Regions from separate parts of the Sus scrofa genome. Here regions 1 and 2 are each linked to region 3. Evidence: chromatin contacts called from public Hi-C data. All regions are on one chromosome and are shown on one strand. The core of a region is the stretch at or near the end of the contact, and the rest is flanking DNA. Distances in the headings are between cores, read along the strand shown.

Region 1 (3,187 bases), core at 626-3,125, 230 kb before region 3:
CTCAGGATCTCCTTCAGGGAAACCCACACTAAACCACCTAAGTTCTTCTTCTTCTTTTTTTTTTTTCTTCTTTTGTTGGAGTTAGATGAATTGCGGGCTTTTTTTTTTTTTTTTAAGAGGCATTGTACTCCTTTATAAAAAAGGCTTAAAATCTAAGATTCCCCCTTTCCTCTTAAAAGAGGAAATTATTAAATTGCTGTTTTGCAGTTCATTAGAAAGAAAACACAGAGATTGAACACATGTTTTCTACACTCTTCCTCCCTGCCCCCTGCCCAGCCCCCACCATAGATTTGCCTAGGTCCTGCAGCTCTGGAAAACGTCCTTTGTAAAAGATCCTTGGTGTAGCCACAGCTCTGTTGACATTTCTAAAGCCAAGCGCAGCCTTCTTTCCCAACACAGTGAATACACAAATGCAGCTTTTCATAGACGTGAAAGCTGAGCCCCACCGTGGAACACCAAGGCCACGTTGCGATTTGACATGGGTGTCTGAGGTTCTCCACTGCTTCCTCACCATTGCAGAAAGGGCCCGGCCTTCCTCCCAGGCACAGATGGCACTCTGGGTTAGGATGGCTCTGATGAGGGCCAGAAAAATGCTAGTGCCACAGGTAATCCAGGTGAGGACCGGCAAACCCAGCCTGGTCCCATACTTGTCCTCTCCAGGGGGACAGTCAGGGCCAGCAGAAACAACCCAGAGATGCCAAGGGGCTCCAGGGAACATGAGACTTATCTCTGATGAGCAGGATGGGGCAGACCAACAGTGTGACAGAAAGAGCTCACTCTGTTAGAGCCTCAAATGGGCCTAGATCCAGGTGAGCTTTTTCTGCCTGGCATTAAGCAGGGAGTTCAAGGTAAAGCACCAGGGGGCTTGGGGCCCCGGATTAAAAACAGGAAAGGGGCAGAAAAGACTTATTATTTCTGTGTATTGATATCCACCCTCAAGGCTCTCTTACAAGGGCAAGCAGCAAGTCCATTCATCATCTTAATGGCCCGGCTAAGATGACTATAAACATCTAAAGGTTGCAGTTTTACTCGAGGCTACTATTAACTTGACGAGAGACACCGGAGAAAGCAGAACACAATGAAAATCAGTTCCTGCCATGAGTGAGGGCGGTGGCAGAGAGCAGGAAGGCTGTTTGCCATCTGTTCACACGCTGAAGGATGAGGGGTGCGCCCTTCCTTCCACAAATCCTTCCGAGGCGCAATGTTGGACTTCCCAGCTCCACTTAATTGATTTCATTTTAACCAGGTGTACGCATGAGGCTCCTGGGTGAAATCTTCTGTCTGAGAACAGGCCCGGGCACTTGCACAAATATAGAGGTATGCAGACTGGAAGGGTCTAAACCTTTCCTGCTCTACCTGGGTAAGAAGCTGGATCAGCCTTATCGCAGGGCACCATCTTGAGTGGTTGGCCTTGAACATGAGAAGGAGGTTCCCCTTTCTGGGGTAAAGGCAGATTTAAGCTGGAAGAATCGCTTTACAAGGGAAACCAACTTATGAACCCTCTAGGACTCCTGTCATAAAGAATAAGCCACTGAAAGCTGCAGAAGCTGCCCTGCTGCTTTTCCACCCCCGAAAACTGAGTTTAATTCAGAACTGAAAGCACTCACTCCTCAGAAAGAGCAAAACTGGCTTCCTTCCAGCAAGTTCCTATGTTGTGAAACCTCCCACATTAGACCTTGTCATGGAAGAAATAAAAGGACATGCACCCATCCTTCTATCACAATGTCCCTCCAGGAGACTAGGGGGTGATACAGCAATTCATCCAGTGACTTATGGCCACTGGGCAGTAACTTCCTTCTTATGAATAGGAAGTGCTCTGAACGTGATCCAACGCATCCCGTGGAGGCTCTGCGTTCTCCCCACTGGACTCATGACCACGTGTCCTCCTCCCCTCCCTTGCCCACCCACCCTGCCCCAAGATGGAATCCCACTTCTGATGTCCCTGTACTGTTTGGTTCTTCTTGGCTCTTGCCCCAGGATGTCCCAGCCTCTGTCCTTGTGTCTTTTTGCTCCATCTGTACCTTCAGTCTGGCCCATCACTGCCTGTGATAAAAACCCAATTCCGCTGCCAAGCTTCACAGGGCTTCACATGCCAGTGGACCTCTGGGTGGGTCCTCTCCTGGCCCTGTCTTACAACCCACTGTTTTTAAACCACATCATTCTCTTAGTTCTCTGAATTCTGATTTTTTTTTATTGCATGGATCACATATTTGAACCATGATATATCTTGGATTTGAAAAAGTCAACATTCCCAAACCAAAAATTCCAATATTTCAGCAAATGGTATGTAAATGAAAAAAAAAAATCAGCAAGTATTATTAAAAGCAAGCAGAGCCACCAAAGCTAACAAAAACATTTAGCTGAGCTGACATTTACTGAGCTTTCTGTTATTTTCATATAATTTTATTTTTTAAATAAAGGCAGTTTATTAATTATAAAAATAGGCTCGGCTCAACACTATATTTTTTTTTTTTGGCAAGTATGGAGCCACACACACACAGCCCTTTGTGAAGACCATAGGTCTTGATTTTCCATTTAAAAGAGTCAACACCCTCTGACTCACAACCTCTGTTTTATAGTCTCATTTTTCTCCTCTTTCCCCTCAGCATTTAGTCTTGGTCTGAGGTGGGTGATCAATATATACCTTCCAAGTAAATGAATGAACTATAAAGCATGTGCTTAGTGTGGTGGGGAGATAGGCATTACCATGGCAGGTATGCATCACATACAAGTAGTGGTGTTGGCCTCATTTAATCCTCAGCCCATCTCATTTTATAAGAAACTGAGGCACAGACAAACATAACCCTTGGCCCAAGGCCATGGTGGTTGCAAGAAACAGAGCTGGAGGTTCACCTCTGTGTCTGACGGTAGCCAGAGACTCTCTTCCCCTCTGCTCCACTTTGGCGGCTCATTAGGTACTTCCAAGAAATTCTAAATTCCTCCAGCTTAAGCTGCTTCTTGCAATCACTGCAGAGTACAAATACTCCAGCATGCAAATAATTTTCCAACGTTATTAGTTTTAATAATTCATAAAACACCCAATTTTCATTGCAGCACTATTTATACTACCAAGACATGGAAAAAACCTAAGTGTCAGAGGATTGGATAAAGAAAATGTGGTACTTATACCCCATGGAATATTACTAAGCCATAAAAAGAATGAAATAATGCCATTTACAGCTACATG
Region 2 (2,981 bases), core at 96-2,595, 130 kb before region 3:
GCTCAATGGGTAAAGGATTCAGCATTGCCGTGAGCTGCGTGTAGGTCACAGATGAGGCTTGGATCTTGCAGTGCTGTGACTGTGGCTGTGGTGTAGGCTGGCAGCTCTGATTCAACCCCTAGCCTGGGAACTTCCATATGCTGAGGGTGCGGCCCTAAATAGGAAAAAAAAAAAGAAAGTGGAAATAAAAGAACCAGAACAGGAGTTACATGGACCACCCCCTCCTGGGACAGTGTCTTTCGAAGTGCTTCGAAACCCAGATTTCCAGGCGTTTCCCACCCCCCACCCCCAGTCCCCAACCCCTACAATCTACCCAGGTGGAACTTCTGGAGCTGGGGTCCTGATCTACCTCCAACGGTCATGCCAGCCCAGCACCCAGATTCAAGAATGTGGCTCAGATTCCAGAGCCCGCGCGAATCCAGCTCTGAGTAGCTTTCACTTTGTTCTGACTCTGCACCAGACAGCACCAGTGAAGGCCCAGCATCAACCAAGGGCATTAGCAGGGGTCCCCAATGCTTTCAGGAGACTGTGTCACTTTCCAGGCCTTGCCCCCCTTGGCTCTAGAAACTGCCCAACTTGGCTCTAGAAGCTGCTGTCTAAATGGTGCACGGTTGGCGCACAAGAGCTTCAAAGCAAGAGCAGAGGCAGACCTTGGCCTGTCCTAGGGTATTCACCACTCAACGAGGGCAGTGACACACACCTCTCTTTCCTCCAGGTCCTCATGGATCCGGACTTGGCCAGGTGCACGGTCCTCTGCAGGCTCCGGGACAGGCACCACCCTCCCCACACCTAGGACTCCAGCTTGAAGGCTCTCTATCCTGCCCTCCTCCACATCTAAGACTGCAGCTGCTCCTACTGTCTTCACCCCTAAAAGGTTCAGCCCCCTTCTCCACTGCTCTCCTCCCAGCTCAGCTGTCTGTTTCCACTCTGCCCATCCCCCTCAGTGTGCTCTTTACACAGGGCCAGAGTGACCTTCTGGAAACATCCATCCTATCGTGTCACCGCCCTGCCTCCCAGAGCACGTTCATCAAATCCAACCTCTCAGCACGGCTTACGCAGCCCAACACAATTTGGACTTTGTCCACCTCCCTGGGCTTTTCTTCATATTTTGTTCAATCCTCCTAACAGCCCTTTGAAGTAGGAACTAACCTCCATGTACAGATGAGACTTGGGAGGTTCGGAGAAGTGAAATCACTTGCCCCAACTCTACAGCCAATGATGCTGGAGCTGGAATTGACACCTGTGTCTCACGGACTCCAAAGTCCAGGCTCTTTCTACGGAACCTCCTGGTGCAGTTTGCCAGATTCAAAACCAGAACTGTGGCGGTAGCCTCTTGCTCCTCATTCAGGTATTTCCAAAAATCAGACCTAGGCTGACTGGGGGAGAGCAGAACAGCTGCACAGAATGGCTGCAAGGGATCACCAGAAAAACTGGAAGAAAAAAAAAAGAGAAAAGAAAGAAAAAAGGGGAGGGAAGGGAAGAAGGCAAGGAAAGCTGAGGAAGAGGAAACAGACCTTATGACCAACACCTGAAACAGAATCACACATTGTAGCTGCAAAGTTCTGTCTGCTTTTGGCCAGAGCTCTATTCAGTTTCCAATGCCAGAGGGCTGGGCCTGCACCGATTTCCCGCCTCTCCCTAGAAGTTCCAGGCCTTGCTTACATCACCTCTCTGGGGACCTAGAGACAAAGTGAATCAGCCGGTCACATGGCAAGGGCTCAGCAAAGACACTTTCCAGCTGAGATGTCCGGCTCAGTCAGAGTTTCCTTCCCTCCAAGAGCAAAAGGGAAAGCCCTTCCTTCCAACCATTCTGACTTTTTCCACCCACTTTTTTTTTTTTTTTTAATGTGGTGGAACATAAATTCACATAACTTAATTTTCAGGGTTCTCTGCCCTTTTACAAATATTGCAAAAATACTGACACAAGGCTTCTCAGCAAACTCTGACCTTATATTTCTGAGTTCAAACCCAAATGAAAGAGAAAAAAGAAGCATTTTCTATAAATATTTCTCCCTGACTTTTTAATACTGATCACTGGTGAAACGTTTCTCTCTTATCTCTCTAACATCTGGAATCAGATAGCATAACCACATGTTTACCAATACTGCCAATTTTTATGACCTAGATTTTTCCAAGTGTATTAATAGTTTTTAGCACTTTGATCATAATCACATATTAAACTGATAATTATGTAAAAGCTCTTCAGGAAGAATTTTTTGGAAATGCTTGATAAGAAATTGTTTATAACTGCAGATCCATAGGGAGCTGGGGGGTGGGGGGGTTGTGAAGGGAGGGGCTGAATTTGACTCAATTCAGCAAAGACAGCCTGAGGGCCCAGCACAGATGCCCCTGGATTGGTAGCTTTAAATGGTACAAAGAGGAGGGGAGAGGTTCAGGGCTTCCAACAGCTGAGGGTCTGATAGGAGGGTTAGATATGATATAAATGGCTAGAATACCTGGCAGTGTATGCTGAGGTCCACGCACAAGGTTGACATACACTGGACCACGGCAGAGACTGTCATGTGCCTTGCCTGCAACGTGCCTAGCTACAGGCAACATCTCCCAGTCTCCCATGGAGGAAGAGGTAGTCATGGGATGCAAGCATAAATTATCATGCAAACCTTCTGGCAAATTTCCACAAAGACAGACAACTTAGCTGCAATACATACTCCTTTGTACTCTTCTCTTTCTCCTGTCTCCCATCTGGAATTCGGATGTGATGGCTGGAGCTCCAGCAGGCATACTGGGCAATAAGGTGGCTATGAGGCTAGAAGTCATGATCAGAGGACAGTGGGACAGAAAGAGAGAAGGATCCTGGATACTTGATGACCATATCAGTTTTAACCTTCTTTTGTAGGAGAGTAATAAACCATAAACTCATGAATGTCTTATTTGGATTTTTCTACTACATGCAATTTGGCCTGCCCTAAAGGAGGGGTGGCACCATGCAGGATCAGGACAGGAATCAAGGGACAGGCTGG
Region 3 (3,154 bases), core at 154-2,653:
AGCGCCCACCCCTTGGGATTCTGAGGGGGTCACTCAGGAGGCAACTGGACTCGGTGACCGCTACTGAGCGCTTATCTCCTGGTCAGCAGCCCCATGTGAGATGAGGACCAGGCTGCCCCAGAAATCACCCACTGGCCCCATGAGCCTAGTTACTGGGAGGTCGTGGACCATCCCACCCCCACCCCCCGCCTCCCAGACCCTCTCAGCTTCCACAGAGGGTCTGGTAAGAGAATAGGCGACAACACACTAGGCCTCCTCCGTGCACACCCAGCCCACTCCCCTAGCATTTCGCATGTCGGGGATACTCTATCTACTTCCTGCGCAGCCGGCAGGAGGGGCTCAAAGCCGGGAAGGGGTGGATGGGGTGTCACCAAGGGTTCCCCAAACCGAGGAGTCCTGTCTCCCCGGCCCGGGGAGTCAGGATGCTGGAGGAACCAAGTTACTCTACGACCCAGAGAGTTAAGATAAGTCTAGTTGGGAAGGCGAGGGGGCAACCCCGGCGGCTCTCAAACCCGGGCAGGAGCCCGATCGATCCCCTCCGACTCGACTCGGGCGCCCGCTCCGGCGTCCGCTGGACCGGGACCGGCGTCCTCCCTTCTCCCCGCCTTCCCTTGGCAGCCCGGCTGCGCGCAACAGAGACATTTAAATCACCCCCTCGGGACGGCGGCGTGGAGAGGCCGGAAAGGCGGTGGCGGCAGCCGAGGGTCTGAGGCCTGCCCGGGGTCGGGGTCCGGGCTGGGGCCGGAGGGCACTCACCAGCGCGTGTTGTCGTGGAAGTGTTCCAGCACCGCGTAGCCGAAGAAGGACCCGGCGGGACCCTGGAAGCGCACCGGGCGCTGCGGGTCGAGATTGTATGCGCCCGCGGGAGTCCCCGCGGCCACCAGCGCCAGGAACAGCGCGCAGAGCCGCCCGGCGCCCCTCCGCGCCGCCGGGCCGCCCATCCCCAGCCGGCCGCCGCCCTCCCCTGTGCCCCGCGAGCAGGGCGCCGAGCGTGCCGGCAGCGGGGCCTCAGGGTCCGCCGACGGCGGAGAAGCTCCCGGGGGCCGGAGCTCCGCGGGGGAACGCGGGCGCGACGCGGCGCCGGGCCGAGGGCCGTGAGCTGAGCGGGCGCTGCAAGCGAGCACAGGGGCGGCCCGGAGCGGGCGGCGTCCTCTGTCCGGCGGAGAAGTGTGAGCGCTCGGAGCGAGCCGGTCCCGGCCCGGGCGGCGCTGGACTGCAGAGAGGCGCGCCCGCGGGGTGGGCGGCCTGGGCGGCCGGCGGCGGGACGGCGCTGCAGCGCCCCCTGCGGGCCACGAGCCTCCCGCCGCCGCCCGCAGCGGAAGAGAAGTCCAGTCGCCCCACCTTCCTGGTCCCTAGACAATTCTAAACCTCCCTGCAGTCCTGCCAGGTGTCACACTCAAACCGAGAACCGGTGAAGGCGGGTGAAGTTTATACTCCAGCCCCGCCCATCCGCTGTCTCTTCACCCAGCTCTGAGATAACCCTTAGCCCGCAAGCGCTCCAGAAACGCCAGCTGATGCCAATAACGATGATAGCCACGTGGGAGCGAGCAGAGGACATCTTCACGGGATCATCACCTGGCTTCCTCGCAGCTGGTGCGTACATGTGATCCCTGCACCACCAGCAGCACCTGAGAACTTGGAAATGCCAGTCAGCAGGTCCTATTGAATCAAAACCTCCGCTTGGGTGGATGGGTCGGGGTGTGTGTAAAATTTACCATCTTAGCCATCTTTAAGTGGACAGTGTGGTGGCATTAAGTACATTTACATTGTTGTGCAGACATGACACCAATCTCTAGGAATTACCTTGCAAAACTGTAACTATATTCATGAAACATTAACTCCTCATTTATTCCCTCCCCCTAGCCCTTGGCAACAAATTGTATGAATTCAACTACTCAGAGTACCCCCACACGGGTGGAATCATACAATATTTGTCTTTTTGTGCTTGGCAATCCACTTAGCATAATGCCCTCAAGGTCCATCCTTGTTGTAGCATGCATCAGAATCTTTTCTTTTTTCCTTTCTTTCTTTCTATGTTTAATCTTTTTTAGGGCCACACCTGTGGCATATGGAGGTTCCCAGGCTAGGGGTTAAATTCGAGCTGTATCTACTGGCCTAAGCCACAGCTCAGGGCAATGTCCAGATCCTTAACCGAGTGTGCAAGGCAAGGGATCAAACCTGCGTCCTAACGAATACTAATCAGATTTGTTTCTGTTGAGCCTCAATGCGAACTCCCAGAATTTCTTTTCCTTTTAAAGACCACATAATATTCCATTGATGTACACACTATATTTTCTTTATTGATCCGTGGATTGACACTTGGTTTGTTTCCACTTTGGGGCTATTGTAAATAATACTTCTATGAATATAGGTGTATAGTTACCTGTTCCAGATAAATACCTTCAAGTTCTTCAGGGTGTACGCCCAGAAGTGGAATACCTGGATCATATGGTAGTTGTTTAACTTTTTGAGACTGCCATACTGCTTTCCACAGTCACTGCACCATTTTACATCCCCACAAAGAGCGCAGAGTTTCCATTTCTCTATATTTTCATAACACTTGTTATTTTCTGGTTTTTTTGGGGGGGCGGTTTGTTTTCTAAATAGCAAGTCAAAAAAAAAAAAAGCAGTAAAATTAAATTGGGAAAAGTTGGTTTTAGTCCAATTTCCCCAAGCTTTTTTCTCTGTCCCAGCTGCCCAGCCTCACTAGTGGAACCCCATGGCTGCCCAGTCACCTAAGAGAGCTCAGCACAAAGTGTTACACCTATTTCTTGTCATACCCAATCTAACCAGTCCTGTTTTTTCTACCTCCTCAAGCTTCCAAATCCATTCATTCATTCTCATCTGTACTGCGTAGTGTTCAATTCAAGCCCATGTCTTTCCTTGACCATTTAACCATAATCATTACCTTTTTAATATGTGCAGAATTTGCAGTGATGTCAGCTTTTTCATGCCTGTAATTTGTGGTTTTGGTCTTTATTTCTTGGTCTGTCTTTGTAGGAGTTGTTAATTTTATTAATTTTTCAAAAAACCCACTTTTGACTTTCGTGTTATTTTTCTGTATTGCATTTACTTTTTAATCTTAACAATTTATTGATTTTTTGATCTTTATTATTCTTTCTACTTTGTTTGGATTTAAATTGCAATGCTTTTC

The links. A called contact is a pair of places that touch in the nucleus more often than the background predicts.
Region 1: a Hi-C map of retroperitoneal adipose tissue shows a contact between it and region 3, with 2.0 times the contacts expected there. The contact joins the enhancer-like site here to the promoter of ITGA9 in region 3. A contact is called at or near these places in 3 of 5 promoter capture datasets (fetal skeletal muscle and liver), 12 of 47 Hi-C or Micro-C datasets (embryonic fibroblasts, fetal skeletal muscle, heart right ventricle and 6 more) and 1 of 2 datasets of contacts at active chromatin or transcription factors (skeletal muscle).
Region 2: a Hi-C map of retroperitoneal adipose tissue shows a contact between it and region 3, with 2.5 times the contacts expected there. The contact joins the enhancer-like site here to the promoter of ITGA9 in region 3. A contact is called at or near these places in 1 of 5 promoter capture datasets (fetal liver), 8 of 47 Hi-C or Micro-C datasets (fetal heart ventricle, liver, mesenteric adipose tissue and 5 more) and 1 of 2 datasets of contacts at active chromatin or transcription factors (skeletal muscle).

The regions. Positions count from the first base shown.
Region 1 is chr13:22,530,614-22,533,800 of Sscrofa11.1, reverse strand. The region is part of intron 18 of ITGA9 (integrin alpha-9); the gene reads right to left. Among named protein-coding and RNA genes, the nearest start is that of CTDSPL, 180 kb to the left of the region's middle. Within about 2 kb of position 1,875, at least 2 of the 83 cell types and tissues checked have an H3K27ac peak or open chromatin away from gene starts, as enhancers often do. A contact at or near this core is called in retroperitoneal adipose tissue, where this site is marked.
Region 2 is chr13:22,431,770-22,434,750 of Sscrofa11.1, reverse strand. All of the region lies in intron 15 of ITGA9 (integrin alpha-9), which reads right to left. Among named protein-coding and RNA genes, the nearest start is that of ITGA9, 130 kb to the right of the region's middle. Within about 2 kb of position 1,345, at least 25 of the 83 cell types and tissues checked have an H3K27ac peak or open chromatin away from gene starts, as enhancers often do. A contact at or near this core is called in fetal liver, liver, mesenteric adipose tissue and 3 more, where this site is marked.
Region 3 is chr13:22,296,746-22,299,899 of Sscrofa11.1, reverse strand. ITGA9 (integrin alpha-9) reads right to left here and starts at 1,403. Exons shown (of 28, transcript XM_021071658.1): 1 at 757-1,403. The coding sequence starts at 941.